Regions from separate parts of the Mus musculus genome. Here region 2 is linked to region 1. The links are chromatin contacts, called in public HiChIP or PLAC-seq maps. All regions are on one chromosome and are shown on one strand. The core of a region is the stretch at or near the end of the contact, and the rest is flanking DNA. Distances in the headings are between cores, read along the strand shown. Region 1 holds the start of Hsd11b1 (hydroxysteroid 11-beta dehydrogenase 1). Region 2 has its middle 38 kb from the start of Gm31753.

The links. HiChIP or PLAC-seq counts read pairs in DNA pulled down with a chosen protein or histone mark.
Region 2: a contact with region 1 is called in a BATF HiChIP or PLAC-seq map of CD8 T cells, with 6 read pairs. The contact joins the enhancer-like site here to the promoter of Hsd11b1 in region 1. A contact is called at or near these places in 18 of 484 Hi-C or Micro-C datasets (the G1E-ER4 cell line, the P5424 cell line, Th1 cells and 10 more), 1 of 115 datasets of contacts at active chromatin or transcription factors (CD8 T cells) and 2 of 9 other capture datasets (adipose tissue and pancreatic islet).

The regions. Positions count from the first base shown.
Region 1 is chr1:193,238,820-193,244,207 of GRCm38.p6, forward strand. Hsd11b1 (hydroxysteroid 11-beta dehydrogenase 1) reads right to left here and starts at 3,541. Exons shown (of 6, transcript NM_001044751.1): 1 at 3,356-3,541; 2 at 2,513-2,643; 3 at 1,708-1,819; 4 at 1,412-1,597. The coding sequence starts at 3,443.
Region 2 is chr1:193,437,917-193,443,665 of GRCm38.p6, forward strand. No RefSeq gene overlaps it. Among named protein-coding and RNA genes, the nearest start is that of Gm31753, 38 kb to the right of the region's middle. Within about 2 kb of position 2,810, at least 6 of the 459 cell types and tissues checked have an H3K27ac peak or open chromatin away from gene starts, as enhancers often do. A contact at or near this core is called in CD8 T cells, the P5424 cell line and uterus, where this site is marked.

The sequences.
Region 1 (5,388 bases), core at 2,291-4,790:
AAGAGCTAAGTTTATAAAGTTGATCTGTATTCCTGTGTTCTGACTTTCCAACCACATCTTTGCTAATCAGCAAGCGTAGGACTTCTGTTCTGAATCCAGGAGGAATCCTCAACTCTGGAGACTCTTGGTGGTGTCTTTGGGTGGTACCATCGTGCAGAACATGGGGGAGGGGAGGGGACACACTATCTCCCTCCATGTCATAGAATTCTATTCATTGAGGGAGTTTCTTTGCTCCATTTTGACCTAGTTGGTTGCTGCAATTTTACTTTTTTTCTTTTTGAGACAGGGTTTTACTATATAGACCAGACTGGCCTGAAACTTTTTATGTAGACCAGACTAGTCTTGCACTGAGAGTCCTGCCTGCCTTTTCCTTCCAAGTGATGGGATTAAAAGGTCATGTATCACCAAGCTCAGCCTAAATTTCACTTTGAATGCTACAAATTGATATTTAGAAAAATACCCTTAGTATACACTGTTATCACTGCCCCTGCTCCCGCAGTATTGGGGACTATTAACTCCGTTGGGTGTTGGTTAGGCAATGTTGACTAGGCAATGACTCTAGCACTACACCCTACCCTAGAGCAGCAGTTCTCAACCTGTGGGGCTCGACCCCTTTGGGGGTCGTATGATACTTTCACAGGGGTAGGCTATCAGGTATCCTGCATATCAGATATTTACATTATGATTCCTAACAGTAGCAAATTTATAGTTGTGAAGTAGCAATGAAATAAAGTTATGGTTGGGGGTCACCACAACATGAGGAGTGGTATTAAAGGGCACCAGTACCAGGAAGGCTGAGAACCCTAGAGCGAGTTTCCTCTCCATTGTTATGTTTTAGATCCCTTTTCCCAGCCAACCACCCTGCTGTGTGTCCGTAAGTTATTCGATTTTTATTTCTGCTTTTGGATCCAATGATGCACTGCCCTGTGGCTCTTAGTTATGATGGAAACAGCGTCTTTTCTGTTCATTATGACCAGGTCACTCTTGTGAAAAGACCGGAACTGGCTACGCCTCAGCAGCTTTTCCTATCCCTATCCTCTCCCAGGCATGGCTCACACACCAGGTTTCCCACGGGCATCCCGGGCTGTTGATTTTTGTTTGTTCTCTTAGGAGATTTTATAGTCCTGCTTTGACCAAGCCTGACTTTTTGGGGGCCATTAGTTCCTCTCAGTTTCTCTTTCTCTTAACATTCATGTCCCTTCCTCACCGAGTGTACATCCCAAGTCCCTGATGAGTGAACCTGTCTGTGTATTACTGGCTTCTGTGTAATATCACCATGAGCATTTTAATGTGCGTGCAGTGTGTCTTTCCTGTATGGAAACCTAACTCGAACTTGTGCCCAGCACAGAGTCCAGCATAGCCCTAGCCTTATTCTTTTCTCCACTTCTATCCTGACCCCTGCTCCACTCACCAGCCAAGGAGGAGATGACGGCAATGCTGCCATTGCTCTGCTTCAGCATGGGCAAGGCGGCTGTGCTCATGACCACGTAGCTGAGGAAGTTGACCTCCATGACTCTTCGCACAGAGTGGATGTCGTCATGGAAGAGAGACAGCGAGGTCTGAGTGATGTGGTTTAGAATAAGCATGTCCAGTCCGCCTGCAAAGAGATAGATGCGCTGACTTGGAAGACCACCGGGAGCCAGTCCTGTCCCCTTTCCCTCCTGAAAGATCTTAACCCAGAGAAGCAAAGGAGAGGGGAAGCCTTACCCATGAGCTTTCCCGCCTTGACAATAAATTGCTCCGCAAATGTCATGTCTTCCATAGTGCCAGCAATGTAGTGAGCAGAGGCTGCTCCGAGTTCAAGGCAGCGAGACACTACCTACAGAGACATAGCGGAGATGGTGGTCATCTTGGTCGTAGGCTTTCATGTGCAGTGTTTGGGGTAACTGGGGTTTAAATGAAAGTTTGTTCCAGAGCTCTGTGTGTGTGTGGGGGGGGAGTGTCTAGTATTCTCAGATGATGCCAGGTGGTGGTGGCACATACCTTTGATCCCAGCACTCAGAAGGCAAAGGTGGGCAGATCTTTGGCCCTCAAGGCCAGATTGGTATATATATATATCTTTAGATGATCATTGTCCTCTGAAATATATTAATTGGATAAATCATCATTGTGTGAGAGTTTAAGTCTATTGTTTATCTCTGCAGGGTTTATAAACAAATGTTTCCAAATGCATTGTGGGTGTGGGTGCTTGTTTCTATGTGGGTAGATCGGAGTTTGAGTGTTGTATGACCTAGGGCTCTCAAACTTGTGAGACTATGGGGCATGCCAACATAAATAAATGCATGAGCAGATACAGGAACCCCAGTCTCTGAATACATGTATCTGCACAAGGGCAATGTGTATGAACAGGTACAACTATGAACATACACAGTCAAAGAACTCTGTGGCTACCAACACCAAACACATGCAAGTGTGTGTGTGTGTGTGTGTGTGTGTGTGTGTGTGTATTGGGTGGGGGGGCAAGACTTTGTACATTAAGTGTGAGACTATAAGGGGGACACAGAACACTCACCTTCTGGAGACCTTCCTCCGACCTGGCAGTCAATACCACATGGGCTCCCATTTTTGACAGATGATATGCCATTTCTCTTCCAATCCCTTTGCTGGCCCCAGTGACAATCACTTTCTTTCCCTGGAGCATTTCTGGGGAACCACAGAAGCCGTGAGTGTCCCCAAAGCCTTGTCTTGCTTTCCATACTTAGAGGTTGTGAGCCCAGATCATTTTATCTCATGCTGTAACCACTGAAGCTGCACTTGCGGTTATTCATAAACAGGCTCTCAAACATGGGTTTGGCCTGGATGTCCAGAGCCGAGCCATCCTGCTATCATTTCTAAAAATCTCCACACGCAGAGATCATAGAGACAAGGCCAGAGAGGTCAGAGTTTGGTGAAAGTACCCAAGTTCAACCCTTTTGTCATAATCTAATTTTGCTAACTTGAAAGGGAATTTAAAAGAGCATCACAAAATGTGTTCACAGAGATTTCAGCCCATCTACTTAGTCATCAACTTCATAACCCTTTTTTTTTTTTTTTTTGATTCTCGGCTATCAGTATCTCCATGGAACACAGCTATCTGGATGAGCCCTGTGTCTGGGTACTACCTTCCCTTCTGTAGATCTGACATCACTTTCCATGCTGTAGGTCCAGCAAAGCATGACCTCCTTGGCTGTAAGGCTCACCCCCTCCCAGTCCTCTCCTGCCCACAGTCTGTGGCTGGAGGATACAGGGTTACAGATTCAACATTAGGGTTTGAATCAGTGATGTAGGGATCAAGAACACAGCTAGAACTTTAGGAACATTCCAGCACCTCTGTGTTTTAAGCCTGTTTCTCCAAATGAGACACAGTGGTACTCACCTGGTCTGAACTCTTCATTTGTAGAATAGTAGTAGTAGGCCAGGAAGAGCACCAGGATCGGGAGGAGGTAATTTTTCATAACTGCCATCAAACAGGGACCTGGCTCAGGGCGCCCTGTAGGACACACGAAGAAAACCTGCAGAGCTTTCTACAACCTCCCAGGCAGGCAGCAGCCTCTGAATTGTGACATCAGGGACGGGGGAGGCTGGAGTAGTCTCAGGCAGCACTAGCCAACTTCCCTGTCAGAGCAACGATTGGCTTTGGGTGGGATCCCATTCGTCCCTGGCAGCCTGCGTGGTGGATTTCATAATGGACAATGTTTACTCCATTTCATTGAGTAAGAGGCAACTTCCAGATGGCCAGGCTCATGACTGTGCAGGGCTGGGTTCCTGAGCATCTCCTACTGCGACATCCTTTGCACACGGCAGAATGGCCTTGCAAGAATGGCTTGTCAGGGAGGGAGGGGGAGAGGGCAGAGCAAGGGAGGGAAGGAGGAAGGGAGAAAGAGAGGGAGGGAGGGAGAGAAAGAGAGACAGAGACAGAGATACACACAGAGAGAAACAGCACCTAAGAACCCCTGAGCATGTGGGGCTTTGGGGAAATATGAATGATATCAAATAGAGCTAAACTCAAGCCAAATCTCACCCTTGGCCCCACTCCCCAGTCAGAAGCAATTAAAAATAAGAACACAAAACAGCAAAATAAGCTCAAGGGAAAAAAAATGTGCATGTCTTAGGAGAAAAAAGAATAAAGCAAACAAGCCATATAAGCCCCACACTCCAGTTCAATGAAAAAGCATTACAACATCAAAGAGAAGTTGCAACCCAGCCAGACCCAGATGGCGGGAAACCCAAGCTCAGTTCAAGACTCTCAGGCAAGTGCAAGGGAGCTCACCCTTATTACTTTAACAGAGAATGAAGAAGGAACAATGGGCCCCAAAACGGGAAGAAAGGCAGCAGGTTGTTAAACTGGGTTATGCAAATGCTGTGGAGCAGCGAGGAACAGAAGAGGATGCTGAGAAAAGGAGGCCAGACTAGAAGATCTAGACCATCTTTGGCTATAGCCACACTGCTCGCTCATAAGCTGCAGTGCTAACCTTTTGACCTCTACTTTGAGTCTGGGTCTCAGTTAAGTTGATCAGGCTTGCCTGGAACTTGCTCTGTAGCCTCAGACTTGCGATCCTCCTGCCTCAGCCTCCCAAAGAGTTGGGATTCCATACCTGTTGCCATAAAGTTCCAAGGGATGTACTTGAAGTAAAACTAGCATAGAGCATCCAAGTCCCAGGTAAAAAACGATCCAACAGGAGCATCAAGACAAGAGACACTCTAGCAATTAAAAATGTGTCGTTATGACAAGGCAGAAATAATCACCTTCTTTTATGTGTAGCAAGATTTTATTAAAGAATAATCCTCAAAGAGTTAAAGACACACCACAGTTAAGTTTTTCAGCTTAAAACTTGCCACCCGTGTCATGAAAATCACCCAGAACAAAGCCAATCCTGAACTGTGAGTAACTGCAGAGCATGTAGAGAAGCTGGAATGTCAAGAATGAGTGTCTGGCCTATGAGGAGAGATTGGGGATCAACGATGGGAAAGATCTGAATCATTCAGAGTTTGGAGAAACCAAATTATGACCCTAAAACAGTCTCTGGAAAGATCCGGTGACTTTTTACTTCAGAGAAAATAATTTAAGGCCCAGAGGAGACGAAACAATTTGTCAACAAAGGCCACAGCTGTGAGGGTTGCTTCCAGAAGACAATAATGGTTTGAGAACAGCAGAGAGCTGGAGCCGAGGGCGCAGATGACAAAAATAGAAAGGCTGCAATGTAAGTGGGAGGTGCAGCCATGTTGTCAAGACTGGCAGCATCTGAGTATTCTCAGAAAAGCTTTTATGCTACCAAGACACATGACAGACAGGACTCCACGTTCCTTCACGGGGGGGGGGGGGGAGGGGAGAAAATAAGACTGCATTCTTAGCCTTATATAACAGCGAAATCATTTACTTGCACGCAGAAAATAAGATAATAATTTTTT
Region 2 (5,749 bases), core at 1,560-4,059, 200 kb after region 1:
CTGAGTCTTGGGGTTCTGCTCTCATGGTGGGAGTTTATGAAGCAATTCCAAGCTCAGAGAAATAAAATGGGATAGATGGTCAGCAGGCTTTCCAGAATCGGGAAACATCTGATCTATCACGTGACTACTTTAAGCTGTTGAGGATAGGTACCCTGCTGTTGGGCATTTCCCCGAGGATGAAGGATGGCTTTCTAGTGCAGAGTCACTGCATTGAGAGGTGTGATGCATGCCCAGTGCTGGGCTCATACATCGTGGAAATTCAGATGCTCTTTCATCACCACAGGTGAGTAGAGAAATGTACAATCACAGCCCTTAAAGTCAGAAGAAAGGAGACAGCTGCGCTTTCCCCAGGGATCCAGAGACATCCAGAGCCAGGCAGTGTGCGAGGCTGCTAATTAGACTGCAGAGTCTTCTGCTGGAGGAGTCTCAGGGTAATTCCTTACATGGTTTGACTGAGTCTCAGGACATACCTGGCCATGCAGATCATAAGGATTGATGGAACTGTCATTACTACCCTGTCACATCTTCACTCTTTCCTGCTCTGTGATTGGCTTGAGCCTGGTGACTGAGGCAGAAACTACACTCAGGCTGATTAGGTGATGAGGCTATTCTATTGTCTGGCTTTAAAAAGAAGAAGAAAACAAACAAAAACCAGATCTTAAGATTTCCAAGTTGTCTATTCCACCCAACATCAGCTTCAGCAATCTTTGTAAGAAATCTCAACTCAGAAAAGTCCTGATCTGCTAGGAAAGGCTAGATGCCATTGTCTGAGCTGAAGCAAGAGGCAGTTGTCCCCAGCCTTCCTGCTTTGGTCACAGAGAGTGCTATACCCTGACCCCCATCTCAGCTCTGCTGCTTGCCTCTCCATATGCCCCATGAACTTAGTATTTGGCTTCAGCTACCGCACCAGTGTTGAGGAGGCCAATTCGTTCAACAAGTGAGTAGAGCATCTATCGCAGTCGGGTGCTCTGATGGATGTGGATAATGATGATGCCTACTTATTGGGTACTTGGGCAAAAATTAAATACAACAAGGGCAAGTGGGATGCTGAGGGACATGCCCGGTGAGTGAGACACATTTAGCTGAAAGTTACACTCACCCTCAAGTCCTCGGATTGTGGACATCTTTATAAGAACATAATGGAATCCAAGGGTCAAAAAAACTCAATCAACCACACCCTGGCTGTGGAGGATCACTGGATTGTGCACCCAGATCTAGAGCTGGAAATCCATCTCTAATGTCAGCTGTGGATGCTTGAGCCCTTCTCGGTGTTTCTGAACTTCTTAAAATGAGGATGAAGATGTCTGCCCTAAAGAGCTCTGCAAAGTATCAAGGTTATATATGTAAAAGTCTACCCCAGTCCCCAGAACACAGCAACCTGTTAATAAAGAGGTTGTTAGTAGAAGTAGGCTGTTTTTTAAAGAACTTTTCAGTGCAATGTGCATGCGTTATAACATAAGTAATTAAGGAGCCCAGAGGAACACGTGCATAGAGTTGATCCTTGACAGATCTCTTGCTGCTGTTTTGCATAAAAGGAACAGAGAGGCTGCAGATATGGGTCAGCTGTACGGTGCCTGCCAAGCACATGTGTGAGGTCCTGAGTTTGATGGCCAGTGCCACAGACTTTAAAAATGACAGAGGAGTGGGAGGGGCCAACGCTGTTGGTGAGTTTTAATGTCAACTTGGCACAAAGTAGTATCAGCTGAGTAGAGAGCATCTCCTGAATCTCTGTCCTGATGGCCTTAACTGATGCAGGAAGACCCAACCTCTCATTGTGGGAAGCGCTTTGTGGTAGCAGCCCAGATAAAAAAGTGAGTGAGACACATTTAGCTGAAAGTTACAGTCACCCTCAAGTCCTCGGATTGTGGACATCTTTATAATATGACCTTTTGGACATTTGGCTTTCCCTCCTGCCACCAGGTTGATCTAACTGCTGCTGCTGCTTTTTCTTTGCATGACATCAGAACTACTGTTTCCAGGCTTCAGTTATGGACTAAGGACCAGCAGCTCTCCAGGTTTTTGGCTCCATATTGGGGGACTACTGAGACCCCCAACTTCACAGACTGAACAGCGACAGGGTTGTTGGCTTCCTCAGTAAAACAACTGTAGGACTTCCCTGACTGCTGAGGCTCTGAGCCTCAAGGACCAAGCAACCACGGGGTTCTCAGCTCATCAGGTGTGTTTCAGATGTTACTCTCTTGGCATAAGCTAACTTCATAGTCTATGCATCCCTCTGGTCCTGTTTGCTTAGGGAACACTAACTAGTACGTAGATAAAACACACAGGGAGCTGAGAAGGGCTCTGTGTGGCTGCAAGAACAGAGCAACTCGAGGCTGGAGAATTTGGAAATGTGACCAAAGATTCTTAGACACATAGACATAAAGACTCAAAGACACTTAGAGATTTTCTTTGAAAAAAAAAAAAAAAAGCAGCATTGGTGAATCCCATGGTTTCCACTTCCTGGTTCAGGCTGCCTTCTCTGAGCCCTTCACCTCACCACAGTTGCTCAGCTCAATGGTACCCTGTAGCTCTAAAACTATTAGATGAAACCCTTGATTTTGGAGTGTTGAGTCTAGAGAGAGTCAGTGCAGCATGCTCTGCCTGGCTGCCAGCTCTGCCCAAAGGAAGATAGCTATGACCTCCTTGACAGAGGTAAGGTTCTCAAGTGTTTGGCTTCCAGGACTTCTAGGAGGGACAGCATCCCTACAGGTGGTATAGTAAGGTTGACAAGGGTGATCCTACCTGGTAGTTTCCCTGGGAAGAAGGTAAAGGCCTGAGCAAGCAAGCGCCCCCTGCAGGCCAGAGCTGAGAAGTGTCAGGTGGGTTCTGCTCCTTAGGCATTTCCTGACTGCCTTGCTGGTCTGCCTTGCTGGATAGCCTGGCATCCTTCCCTTTGAGATTTTAGCACTGCTATTAACTTGTCATTGGTTTTTCCTTTCACTTTAATTACTCCTGCTCAGCAGATGTGGGGATCAAGGCACAGCTAACTTCAAAATTGTGTCTCTTATTCCTAAGTGGCTGTTTCATCTTATTCTGCAAGCAAAAGTCACATTGTTGGTGTAGCATTTTCAAGGAGCCCAGCTTTCTTCCTCAGCATAGTGTAGGGAGCTGTTTTCTTTGCTCCTTCTGGGAGGGTATGAGGGATGTCACAGTTACATTCCCCAGAGTGCAGGGATGCTCACAGGAAGCAGCCCTATCATTGGCAGAATCTCTCTCTCTCTTAGGAATTCATCATCTTCCTTGTGGTAGTATAGAAACAAGATGAAGTCAGCTAGCATCAAGTCTTGGATGTTGGCTTCAAGCTGCCAGAGCCCATGGAGTCTCCTACCTCACAGCTTAGCCCTGTCCTCCATGGGAGCCCAGTTGGTGAAAGCCTACATTCTGCCCACAGGAGACTCAGGAAGTCTGCTTTGTAGAATAACCCTGTGGTGTGTTTTCTCATGCCAGCTGTTCTTTATCTCAGTTAAAGTGAAGTGTACAGGGCACAGGGCTTTCATGGAGTGTCTTGGTGGTGGAGGAGACCATTTCAGACTCACAGGAAGGTGGCTGCAGGGTCTGCAGCTTCTAGCAGCTTGACATTTATCTGGTTTTCCTGTGCATGATCCCTGAGTGGAAAGAGGATGAGGTTCTCCGAGTTTTATGATGGACACAGGGTCTTTCTCTTCTAAGGTCTATGGTCCAGTGCTTCTGTTATTACCGGCCCTTCTTCCCTGGCTGACTCTTCACAGCTCCTTGAGGACCCGGTCTGTACATAATCTTTGCTCATACACTGTTTTTAGAGTGTAGGACCTCTCGTGTAGGCTTTCAGTGGCAATAATATTAATAGGTAATTACAAAGTCAGAGTTGGTAGTTTGACCTTCACTGTTTCATTTTGTGCTTTCTGAGAGTGGATATAATTGATGTCCATAGATAAAGAAATGAGAAAGGTCAAAGTGCATTAGCAGAGGTCCCACAGGTAAACAAACAAACAAACAAACAAACAAAAACCAAGTGTAAGTCTGAGTCCAACTTGGCAAGGCCAATGATCCAATCACAAAACCCTGTGCATCTAGGCCAAACCCGGCTTCTGCTCCAGGCCTCCAGGCTGCCTGCTGACTGAGTCCTGGCCATGTTTTCACTCTTGAGCATGGTGGCTTCACTGACTTCCTCATCTTGATCATGGAGAGAGGGCAGAAGAGAGCATTCAAGGAGCTTACAAATGCAGCTGAAAGCTTCCACACTAGAGCTGGCAGCCTGATAATCTGTTTGGCCTGTGATATTAATTCTTATTTTCATTTCATTATAAAGTATTCATGCACTTAGGAGCAACCCTTTCAAAAGGGAATTCCTCATTTGAGCAGCAGAGTAATAGAACTTCCCCATTTCTCCTGAGGATGCTGTGGACCTGTTCGACTTCTTGCTGCACAGAATGGAAACAGACTAGTTTTATTTGGTGGTTGTCCTAGGACAGTGGCGTCGAGTCTCTGGGTATCTCTAGTACTCTTTCAGGATATATGTGAGATCAAAGCACGTTCTAAAACGAAGACATGTTTTTATTTATAGTGGCATTCTCATGGTAGATGGTTGGTGCATATATTGTGAAAAAGCAAAAAAAATTGTTGGTAGTTTAGTATAAACCAAACAATACACAAATGAAGGACTCATGTTCTTAACCACCTGACCGTTGCTGTTTTATTTTCGTTGTTGTTTTAAGATTGACTGAGCTGGGGAGTCGCTTACCCTACATGCACTAAGCCCTGGGTTCAACTCCTACCATTGCATAAAACATAGCCATGTGGTGGCACATGCCTGTGACACCATTACTTGGGAGATAGAGGCAGGGAAACAAAAATTCAAGGCCATCCTCCATCACAAGCTAGGCTCCATGGGATCCTAGCCCCAAAATAAACAAACAAGCAACAATAAAAACTCAAACAACAACAACAAGAAAACAAAGTTAGTTTCCCTTAAGACTTCCTTTATGATTAAAAACTATTTTGTCTAACAATATAAGAATGATTTCACGGATTCCTCTGCTGCTCATCAAAGCACCATGAACAGCTGCCTGTATGGGTGTATGATGGCTTCTGTGGTGGGTCAGGCTACATGCCTTTCCCAGAAAGGATTGCTAGTAAACTGTCACCCATTAGGGGTGGGTATTCAGCTAGTATGTTTAATAGTTATACTGCATAGTCTAGTCAGTTTGAAGTCAACAACTAGCAACACTCTTGCTTCGTGAAACTGTATTTTCAATTGAAAATTGCATTCTGGGAAGTTTTTTTAGATTTATTATTATTTATGTTATGTGTATGCATTTGCATGTGTGCATGTGAGCCATATAAGTGCAGTGAACACAGAGGTCAGAAAAGGGCATTGATACCCTTTTAACTGGAGTTACAGATGGCTGTGAGCCACCATGTGGGTGCTGAGAAGAGAGCCAAGGTCCTCTGCAAGAGCAGCATTGTTCTAACCACTGAACAACCTCTCCAGTCCCAGAATTTTGCAAAACTTTTATCTTCTACTGTGGAGCCTGACAGTTCCTAGTTCTTCAAGGAATCTTTGAGGAAAATTATTGGTCCATTGGTGAATCTTAGATTCCACAATAACCTTTATGAACAAGTACGTGCTTGTTGCCGTTTGGTACAGAGGCAAAGAATGTTCACAGTTCTAAAGGGCTCTTGGAATTCTTCTCCTTTTGCTTGTTTGAGGTGGGATCCTGCTCTGTAGCCCATGCTGCCCTGGATTAAAGGACCTTCCTGTCTCAGTGTC